Regions from separate parts of the Astyanax mexicanus genome. Here region 2 is linked to region 1. Evidence: chromatin contacts called from public Hi-C data. All regions are on one chromosome and are shown on one strand. The core of a region is the stretch at or near the end of the contact, and the rest is flanking DNA. Distances in the headings are between cores, read along the strand shown. Region 1 has its middle 46 kb from the start of klf13. Region 2 holds the start of trpm1b (transient receptor potential cation channel, subfamily M, member 1b).

Region 1 (5,553 bases), core at 866-3,365:
ACCGCTTTATCCGTTAAGGATCACGGGGCCCAAAAAACACCCATGATACATTAAGAGAATTCTTACATGCGTTTTGCTAACTTTGAGCTGCGCTAGGCGTATTTATTGTGCCCTCATAATACCAGAGACACACCAACATGCCCTAAATCAGTCTTTGCAATGTGCAATTGACCTGTGCGCTATAGAGCACTAAAATAGGACCCCTAAGGAAAACCATTGTGGACTGAATGCAGTTGGACTGGGTGTTTGTAAATTGTAGAGGTGTAAGTACAGTATAATGATTGAAGACTGTAACAGACGTAACAGTTTTGGGGGACGTAACAGATTGTGTTTTTTTAACTGCTCTGTTTTGGTTATGGCAGGTATTTTTCAGGGCAGGAACACTCTAAAGCCCTTTAAGTGTTTTTACTGAGAATCATATTCTCACATACTTGACCTGGCATGCACTTGCTGTCCCTGGCTAAAACCTGCAGACTGGAACTTTCTGAACGATTGTATCAAAATCCGAGGCGTGAACTCGTGCTTTTTTCCCCCCCACGCTTTGTGTGTGTAGAGTGAGCAGGAGGGGCTATGTGAGGACAGCTACACAAACCCAGAGAACTCTGTGTTCCTCTCCTGAGCACGACTAAGTGGGTGGAAGGCTGAGCTTGTGTACGTGTGTGTGTGTGTGTGTGTGTGTGTGTGTGTGTGTGTGTGTGTGTGTGTGTTTGTGTGTGTGTGTGTGTGTTTGTGTGTGTAATAGGGGGGAGGTGGGGCTGAGGTAAGGAAGAAGTGCTTCCTGCTTTGTTCTTTTATTTCCTTTTTCTACGTTTTATTTCAGCAGTTAAGTGCTGTCTGCTCGCCTTTAGTGATGAAGTGCTGGTAATTAATTCACAGCAGAAAAAAAATCAGACACCTAAATGACTCACTCCACCACCCAGAGTTTTACTCATATTTGTGGTGTGAGGGCTGAGAGGTGTGTGTGTCAGTGCTGCTGAATCTATAGCATAAATAATATTTGATGTTTGTGGGATGAAAGAAGAGAAGGCAGGAGAGTGGGTACTGTATGTGTGTAGGGAGGCATTAAGGCAGGACTGAGAGAGAGAGAGAGAGAGAGAGATTGGAGTGTGTAGAGAGTATGTGAGTAGGTGGTGGTAGGATGGTAATGCCCGGTGCTGTGAGGCAGACAGACTGAGGCAGTTCAGACTGTGTGTGGGAGTCTCTCAGTGGGTGCTGCTGTGGTGTGACCTCTCTCTCTCTCTCTCTCTCTGTATCTTTCTCTCTCTCACACACAGGAACTCTCTCTCTCTCTCTCTCTCTCTCTCTCTCTCCGGTTTGTGTGGGGGCGACACCGGCTTGCACTGGCATGCACACTTCTGCCTGTGCTGGAAATGAAGATTGAGAGAGAGAGAGAGAGAGAGAGAGAGAGTAGAAGGGGAGGACACAGTCTGGCCATTGGCAAAGTAAATCTTTATCGTTCTCATCAAAATTCTATCTTCTCTCCTTCATTCTTTCGTTCTTCTACACTTCTCACTGCTTCATTCATTCTTCCTTCACTCATCTGTGTCTTTTTCAAAAATTTATATAAGTACTCAGCTCAGCTCTTAGCTTTCATCCTTTCTTTCTTTTCCATATATAATTAAACATTTCCTTTGTTTGTTTGTTTTTATTTATTACTTCTTTTTTTCTTTCCTTTTACTTCTGTCTGTTTCTTTTGTTATTTTTTTCTATTTTTTTTTATTTTTCCCTTATGTCCTTCTGAATTTTTACTTCCGTCTTTTTTTCTTTCTTTCCCTTTGTCCTTTCTTTTGTTGCTGTTTTCTTCTTCCCTACTTCCTTTGTCTTGTTTTCCCATACTTTTTCATTTTTTCTTTCCATTTTCTCATTCTATACATCATACCTTTCTTAATACCTTTGCCTTCTTTCTTTCTTTCTTTCTTTCTTTCTGTCTGTCTTGTGTTGGTTGTGCTGTGTGCTGCTGGTGCTGCTCATGGTGATGTTGTTTGTGCGGGCAGCGTGTAATACTCTGTGGGTCTGCAGTGATGTGAGACTGGCAGCTGGCTGTACAGATCTGAGATCAGTGGGAGAGCTCAGAGCTCCTGATGCCTGCGAGGGACAGGCACAGCCCAGCTCTAATATATGAGCTATCTAAACAGCCCTGCAGCTTCACGTTAACACACCCCCAGCGCACCACCCAGCCTCCGCTCATTAATGCCAACTCTGCAGGGATTAAAGGGGCAGAGATGTGAGACTGATCCCGAATTTCATTCGTGACGCTATTCATCATGGTGTCACGCTATAACCTTCATGTTCTGACAATATAATAATAAATATTGAACTTTTTGCTCTCATTAATAAGCTTCAGGAATATCTCTTTGTGTTGCTGCCTTGCACCCCAAACCTCTGAAGCCTCTACAAGGGCATTATATTTTCATGTTACACCCTCATGATTGACAAAAATATAAAAGCCTTCAAAAGCCCCCAGAAAGAAAGAAAGGATAATGAAGACATGATGTGGAAACAGAGCTAGGAAAATTCCATGCTCCATTTGAAACGACAACCGGGGCTCGGATTTGATTCTGGAGGCTTTAATGAGGAGCTGAGCACCAGATAAACATCAATATTTATCAGAGGTATTTAAATTCCTCTTTTTTTGGAGGGGGATCTTGTTGCGGGAGAGCAGAGCCGGTTGTGCCTGCGACTGACATGAAAGCAAAGATGATAATTAGTGTTTTTGATAAGCACTCTCGCAGGGAAATTACTCCTATACAAGTGGCAACAGGGCTGTCAGGGCTGTGGGGCTGTCTCATTGTCGTCCCTACTAAGCATCTGTAGTGTCTGCCAAAAAAAAACTGAACAATGTGTGTGTGTGTGTGTGTGTGTGTGTGTGTCTATGTGTGTGCAATGTGTGTCTGCCAGATCTCTTTGCTAATGTGACCAGCTACCATAAATCCTGAAAACACAAAGAGGATGCACACTCCCCCACTCTCTCTCTTTCTTTCTCTCTCTCACTCTCTTTCTCACACACTCCTTTAAAAAGAAACACCCTCCCAGAAGAAGCTCTCCAGCCCTTTCCACTCTTCCCCTCTTCCACGTGGCCTCTTCAGTGTCAGCAGGTTCACACACTGTTTTTACAGTCTCCCTGATTAGATCTCCTCTGCCTCATGAATGCTGATTTGAGAAGTTTGCACTACTGGGCAGGACAGTGATGAGGTAGTGATAAACGGATCCTCTCCATAAACACTTTTAGAATTAGTGTGTCCTTTTTTAGATACACTAATGTGTCTTAAATGATACAACATATATTGTCTCTGAGCCATGTGGACTAAAGGCCTACATAAAACAGTATAAAAAATATAAATACGTTTTTTATGAACATTTAATGAAGATGAAGAGATTTCATGAAGAGAAAATGAGAAATGGCTGAAATAACAAACAAGATGCAGAGCTTTCAGACCTCACATAATGCAAAGAAAACAAGTTTGTAAAGTTCAAAAAATCTTTTCAGGCATGTTCTCCTCCACCAGTCTTACACACTGCTTTTGAATAACTTTACTCCTGGTGCACAAATTCAGCTCAGTTTGATGGTTTGTGATCACCCATCTTCCTCTTGATTATATTCCAGAGGTTTTCAATTAGGTAAAATCAAAGCTGTATTTTGTTTTTCTAAAATATGTACACAGTGCCATTTTTTCCCCCATACTGTTCCTCATAGTTTGGAACTGTAATTTTGACTTCTATGTCACTGTTGTAAATACAAATCAGGATTTAAGCTCCCCCTTCTGGACAGTTATAAACATTTTTGACTAGCTAGGAGATTCAAAGATTCGTTACTGAAAGTGAAAGAAGCATGTGGACGAACACAGTGGATTTTCATAATGTTACACAAATATGATTTGGGCTATGCAAGTCTACACAGGTCTTGCAAGAGGTCTCGTGCAGCTCCAACAAAGTTACATTGCGATGGTTCTAACAGAAGACTTTGATGCCACATTTATTCCAACTCAATCATCCAGACTGGCCCTGCCTGGTTGCCCAGAAATTAGGCTCCACCCCTGCCAACTACGTACATACAGCAGGATCAATCTGTAAGAGTCCAGATATGCCAAGACCTGGACTGCTGACCAAATCTTCTTTGTTACAGACTTCAATTTAAAGTTATGTTCCAAATCATACTGATAAATCTAATTGACGTATTTCTTCTTACATGCTTGTCTCTGGAGTCATTCTGGTTGAACTGGATTGTATCCTAAAACGATTATAACCACATATATTTACACTTAGTCATACAGAAATCTGATTGCTGTGTGAGACAGTATATGCAAATTTGCCTGCGGTGAAGCAATTATGTCTGATTAATCACAATTAATCACACCTTTTCTTCCTTAAGACTAAGCTTTTGATAATGGGTATTTAAATGTGAATGAAGTTATCAGTGTAAGACCACTTAGATTTTTTTTATTATTGGTGCCAGTACCTTAGTTTATTGTATTAATCACATACATTTTCTGTGAATAAATCATAGATAAAATCATGTTTTTTTAAATGCTGGTACGTAACTGTTTTGGGAAGGAGACAGTAATAATGGTGTAGTGTGGTTTACACCTGGCAGACTAGATACTTCTTTTTACTGTGTTATAATATCTCAGTGTAGTTTTGATGCTTTTTAAACTAGAATATTGTAATTTGCTGAGTTACTGAGGTTGACTGAAAGTTTTAATGGAGAAAATAAATATGTAGCTCCATATTCCACACTCAACAGCTTGAAAAGTGGAAACATGCCATCAGCTCTGTGTGTGTTTGTGTTTGCATGAGGTGACAAGGTGTAAACTGGATTGCAATGATTTTGAAGATTTCATTTAAGGTACAATTTTAATTTTACATTTTAAATTTGTATTTAACTTAATGGAGGTTAGGATCAGGATGACTTTCTTGTGGACCAAATTAAATGTCAGCTTTGGCTCAGGGTCACAGCAGAGGCCTGATTTAAGGTTTTAGTTTTAAAAATAATGTTAGTTACACTAAGAAAAAACAACATAATTTGAAAATGAATACATTTGATTTCCTCCAGACATTTGTTAACTGAATCAGTGTGAAAAAATGGCTGCTTTTGTTTGTAGCGGAACCCCCCCCAACCACCCCCCCTTCCACAGTGTGACCTGAATCTATCCCCTGACCCAGCTCAGAGTGAAGTATGTGGTGTGGAATGAGTGCTGTACAATGGAGCTCAATCTGCGCATTGCGCACACCAGCACAGCCCATTAAAGCAGCAGGCCTGTCACGAGACCCCTGCAGTAACATTCAGCCCGTCCCACACATCCTAACGTACCACCCCCACACGCTCGCTCTCCACCAACCACCAACGCAATGGAGATCTTCTGGCTCATAGAGCGTACTGTACTCTAGAAGACACGCACACACTGTGTGCAAATGATGACCTTCTCCCTTCCTTGTTTTCTTCTTTCACATTCAGCTCATTCATTTTCCAACTTTAATTTTCATAGCAAACAAAAGTGGCAGCTGATAAAACCACACAGCAAGAGTGTAAAAGACCCGATCTATGTGAGGCCAGAC
Region 2 (5,553 bases), core at 1,109-3,608, 86 kb before region 1:
TCATTGTTACATATTTAATCTCAGAATTATCCACACATTCTCTCTCTGCAGGTAGAACAGTCCATTACCCATACCCTTTTTTCCTCAGCCATGCTTTTGTAACATGTGCAGCATGTGGTTTTACATAGTCTTGTCACTATGTGATGTTAATGGATTATTAATAGTGATTACAAAGAGCAAATACTCTGCTCAAAATAAAAAAAAAAACAAAAAAAACAAATGCTCTACGTTTTTTAAATGAACACTGCTGAGAAGGACAGAGAGTGCTTAGCTATATAAGTGCGCAGCTGCTTGACTTAAAAGTAAGTAACCACTTTATTAGCCATGCTAACAAGAGTTAAGTGAGTGTGAAAATCTAAAGCCATAAAAGTGAGGAAATGTCAGCTCTGTAATGTCTCCCTCAGGGTTAGTTAGAGAAGAGAGTTCCTTTAAATGTTTAACAGAAACAGAATGCCTGGAATCATGGGAGTTGCATTCTTGTTTTAATGTGTAGTAATGTGTTTAAGTGAAGCAATTGAAGCAACACAGATGTCCAGAGATAATCTTGTTTTCCTGACGCACTTAAGTACATTTATTTTTCTTAAGTTAACAGCGAACATCATAGGAGTTTCTAAGCCCTTTTTGAATCCCAGTACCCGTAAAGCATAAAAGTGAATATAAACAGAAGTTTGTCTGATAGGATGACAATTTAAAAACAAAAAAAGTATATCGTAAAAATAATATTTGAACAACAAATACATACAGCAGCATACAGTGACTGTGCGCTGACCAGTTTTATTGGCTTCTAAACTTCTAAATGATGTTTAAAGTGAAAAGTTAAAAGTATCACACCTGTCACCTGTGTGTAGTAGTGTCTCGATCATAAGTTCAGAACCTGCAAATGGTCTTAATTAAATTGATAACAGATTATTAGAATTAGAATGTCTGATTTAAATCAAAACTATTCAAATTTTTCTGATATGACACAGCCTCCTGTCCTGATTGATGGTTAAAAATCATTGATAGTACAAAATGACATAAAAATATATGTATTTTGTGTAGTAAATAATTAAATATTTATTATAAATTAATTTGTGAATATCATACCTATAGCTCGGATCCTAGAATCACCTCTGTTGAGTATACTTGACATTTTCTTCATCTGAGCATCCCTGAGCTTCTGGACATGTTGATTTTAAAATTCCTAATAAATTATTATTATTATTATTATTATTATTATTATTATTATTATTATATACAATTACAATTTTTATCGGATGACATATTCTCACAGAAATGATTGCAATTAAACATAATAATACAGCAACACCTTTTTAAAAAGCCTTTGAAACATATTGGAATTGGAGTATAAACATTTTAAATATCATATATAAATAAAACAAAAACAAAATATGAGTTGAAATATTAGCTTTATGTTAATTTGCTCTCCTTCCCAAGAAAAACAGGTAAAACTTTATAACAAGGGTCACAAATAACCAAACTTACAGCAGTACTTAAACATTTTAAATGGCAAAGTAATGCCTCAACTATTTATTAACGAACATTAGTTAAGACATTATTAAACATTACTACATTTTAATGCTTTTATGAACTTTGTAAATAAGATAAAGACGTTATTTATTCTTTCTTAACTAGTGTCAATTAACAATTAGTTGTTACTGTTAATTTATTTAACCTTATTGTAAAACATTACCCAAAACAAAATGGGCAATATTTAGGTAATGTCAGTATACTGTCTAGTAAGTCGATAATAGTATTACTGTTTGATGAATTACCTGTGATTAATGATGTAAGTAAGGTGGGACATTAAAGGGTTAACTGTGGCTGAGCTGTGCTGGACTACAAACTCTCATAGCAAAATCTTACCTTCTGAGAGCCAGAGGTGGTGCGATTGATGGAGGTCTGTTTGAAAGAGCCTCCTGTTTTCCGTCCTCCCCTCTCCATGTGTTTAATCGCTGCCGGGTCTTCATAGACTCATGTTTGTCCTGTGTAGCCAAAGAGCCTTTTGCCCTTTCACAACCACACTGTACTAATGTCACAGCTAAAACCTCTATCACAGTCAAAGGATCATCTCTGTGCTTTCTATATCTCTATCTCTCTCTCACACAAACACTTTACTACTGCTGCTATCTCTCGCTCCCTCTATCCCTATCTATCTATCTCTCTCTCTCTGAGCTCACTGTCTCTTAACTGACAAGATAGACGTCGGTGAGGGATAAAAAATCATTCGACGACCAGCTTGACACATAGACCCTGTTTCCTCCTACTGGCACACTATAATCAGGCTTAATGCGCCCGGCTCTTGGAAGCTCCCGACTTTAATGGAGGGAGATTTAATAAATGGTTATTGGAGGTAAATCTACTTTAGGACACCATGGCCCCAAAAATGAGTCTGAAAGCAAACACACACACACACACACACACACACACACACACACACACACACACACATACAGGTTATGGGCCTCACTGATGATGTATGCAGATTGTTCATACATTACATTACATTACATTTGGCAGACACTTTTGTCCAAAGTGACTTACAGTAGTGAAGTACAAAAGTAATAGAAGGTAAAAACATCTTTAGATAGGGCCTAAAGGAGGTCAAAGGGAAATAATGGGATAGAGAAGTGAAGGAGGGGAAGAAGGAAATGAGGATAGAGGTAGTTAGTTTGTTAGAGGTGTTAGGAGAGTAAGTGCTCTTTGAAGAGCTCTGTCTTCAGGAGTTTATTAAAGATAGTGAGAGATTCTCCTGATCTGGTAGTAGAAGGTAGTTTGTTAGAGGTGTTAGGAGAGTAAGTGCTCTTTGAAAAGCTCTGTCTTTAGGAGTTTATATTAAAGATAGTGAGAGATTCTCCTGATCTGGTAGTGGAAGGTAGTTTGTTCCACCATTGGGGAACTCTGTATGAGAACAGTCTGGATTGCTTTGTGTGAATGTTTGTTTGGTAAAGCGAGGCGACGTTCATTGGAGGAGCTCAGCAGCCGGGAGGTAGCGTAAGCCTTCAGGAGCGATCAGTGCAGGTAGGAGGGAGCTGTTCTGTCATCACCTTGTAGGCGATTGCAAGAGCTTTGACACGAATTTGATACGAGCAGCAACTGGTAGCCAATGGAGCTCAATGAGCAGTAGACAGTACATACTTTCAGGGTGACAGGTGCGAGATGTTATAGAGATGTAGATACTGTATGATACAGATCACAATGACCAGGTCATCTTGGTTGAGAAGAAGGATGGGCTTTACACGTACAGAACTGTGCAAAAGTTTTAGGCACCAAAGCAAATTACACTAATCCATTTTTTCTCAACAATATGAGTGTTTTACCTGAAGAAAGCACCACATATGATTTAAACAGATGCAAGTCAACATAAATACAGTAAAACATAACAAGGAATTCTCATTTTTAACGAAGTATGTTATATCCTGTGAGCCAAGCTGAAGAACAAAGTGAAGTTCCAGATTTCTCCTGGATGCTCCTCAGCCAGCATGTGTATATTATGTTCTGTTCCATCAGCAGCTCACCTGATTTACCAAATTTACCAATTTACCAAACCTGTTGTTGATATGATGAGAACTAGAAAAAAACTCTATTAAACTCAGATGATAAGATATTAGGAGATGTTTTGCTTTTTGTAAAATTGCTGTTTGTATTTATTGTAATAATAGTGTTTTACTGAGCCAATAAATACTTGCTTCACAGATGAGAAGCTTTTTCTCTACTGAAAATCCCACAGGTGCCTTAAACATTTGCACAATACTGTATATTACATTTACAGGTATGTGGTGGGAACTGCTGGAAACATCTACACAACCTACATACAGTTTTAACGTTCACTGCCATTGCATTTTATATCAAGATATCAAAGCCTTTATAATCTATATTCAATATATTATCAAAGCAAACTGAAATTGAAATTGAAATTAAAGGCTGTATAATTAAAGTAAGTTCAAAGAAAGGTTTCATTTGATTTCATATTTACCAGAGGCTCATATTGCATTGCATTGCATTGTTTCAGCATGTAATAATAAATAGACCAGTGGAAACGATCCACCACTGGTCTGGAAAAAAAAAAATCCCATTACATTAACTTGTGCTCAGATTAGGCCCAGACTAAGCTGAGCTCTCAATGGAGAATCCACACATAACCTGTCTGTCTCTAGTCATTTAAAAGGACTTCACAAGTACCATTACAGAAAAAGGAAAATGCCTGAGAATTTCAAAATCAGAATCACTTTATTGGATAAGAACATCGCATTTGTGTGAAAATGCCTTTGTGACTTTTTATTTAATTATTTATTTATTTAAGTAGTATCTGCTGCTCAGTACTGAAAATAGGAATATTCTCTGTTGGAAAATATGTTCATTTTAATGCCTGTTCACATAACCTTTTTTTTTACTTTTGTTGGGGCATACATTACAATACATTGCCAAAAGTATCCACCTGCCTGCCTTGCATTTTTTGATGCAGCTGCTCGACCATGAAAACCCATTCCATGAAACTCTCTACGCTCTTGTGCTCTACTGTTCTTGAGCCCACATGAAGTTAGGAGGTCTGTAGTGACTGATTTTGCTGCAGAAAGTACACAATGCACAATTTGAATAAAACTTGAAGAAAAAAAAAAGATTTACTGTACCAGTCAAAAGTTTGTACACGCCTTCTCATTTAATCATTTTTCTTTATTTCTTTATTAAATGTATTTTCTACATTGTAGATTAGATTGCACATTGTAGATTGTATTAAATACACCAAAACATTTAAGGGACACATATAGAACTACGTATTAAACCAAAAAAGTGTTTATCCTCCACAATCATCTGATCTAAACCCAACTAAGATGGTGATTTGAGGTGATTTGGGATGAGCTGGCGCTTCACAGCATGAAGAAAAAAGCAGCAACTATTGTTCAGCACTGAGAAAACTATTCCAGGTGACTCACCGTCATGAAGTCACTGAGATTAAAAAACCAAGTGTGTGCAGATCTATCCTCAAAGCTAAATGTGGTACTTTGAAGAAAGTATAAAAAATATTCTGGTTTGTTCAACACTTTTCGTTTACAAAAAAAAAAAAAATCTGCATGTGTTCCTGTATAGCTTTAATTTATTTAATATTAAATTGACAATGTAAAAAAAAAATCATAAAAAGAAAGGTGTGTCCAAACTTTTGACTGTTACTGTACTTACTGAGGCTCTGCAGAGAAATTCCATACAACTTAACAATCCTTTAATGACCATTTAAAAGCTTGGAAATTATTATAAATGATTTTTTTGTACTAAATCAATGATCTACTCAATGTATGACATCAAAACTCTTTATGGCTGATGTGTCTTTTGGTTAATTATTTTTTTTATGGGAATTAAGTATTTATTTTTCATTGTAATATTTTTTCCTACATTTTGTTTACATTCTTAATCATATTGTTTCTGTTCTTTTTGTGGTGTTTGTCTGACTAAACCGGAAAAAAAAACGCTTAACTGAAACTTTCAATAATATTCTGTGTAAAAAAAAACGATTTGCTTCTTCCACTGAATATCAGAAACCGTGTAAAAAAACAACTG

Evidence for each region. A called contact is a pair of places that touch in the nucleus more often than the background predicts.
Region 2: a Hi-C map of blood shows a contact between it and region 1, with 6 times the contacts expected there. The contact joins the promoter of trpm1b here to the enhancer-like site in region 1. A contact is called at or near these places in 2 of 3 Hi-C or Micro-C datasets (blood and muscle).

The regions. Positions count from the first base shown.
Region 1 is chr2:57,307,478-57,313,030 of AstMex3_surface, reverse strand. No RefSeq gene overlaps it. Among protein-coding and RNA genes, the nearest start is that of klf13, 46 kb to the left of the region's middle. Within about 2 kb of position 2,115, the one cell type or tissue checked has an H3K27ac peak away from gene starts, as active enhancers do.
Region 2 is chr2:57,393,698-57,399,250 of AstMex3_surface, reverse strand. trpm1b (transient receptor potential cation channel, subfamily M, member 1b) reads right to left here and starts at 2,358. Exons shown (of 27, transcript XM_015605134.3): 1 at 1,867-2,358. The coding sequence starts at 1,944.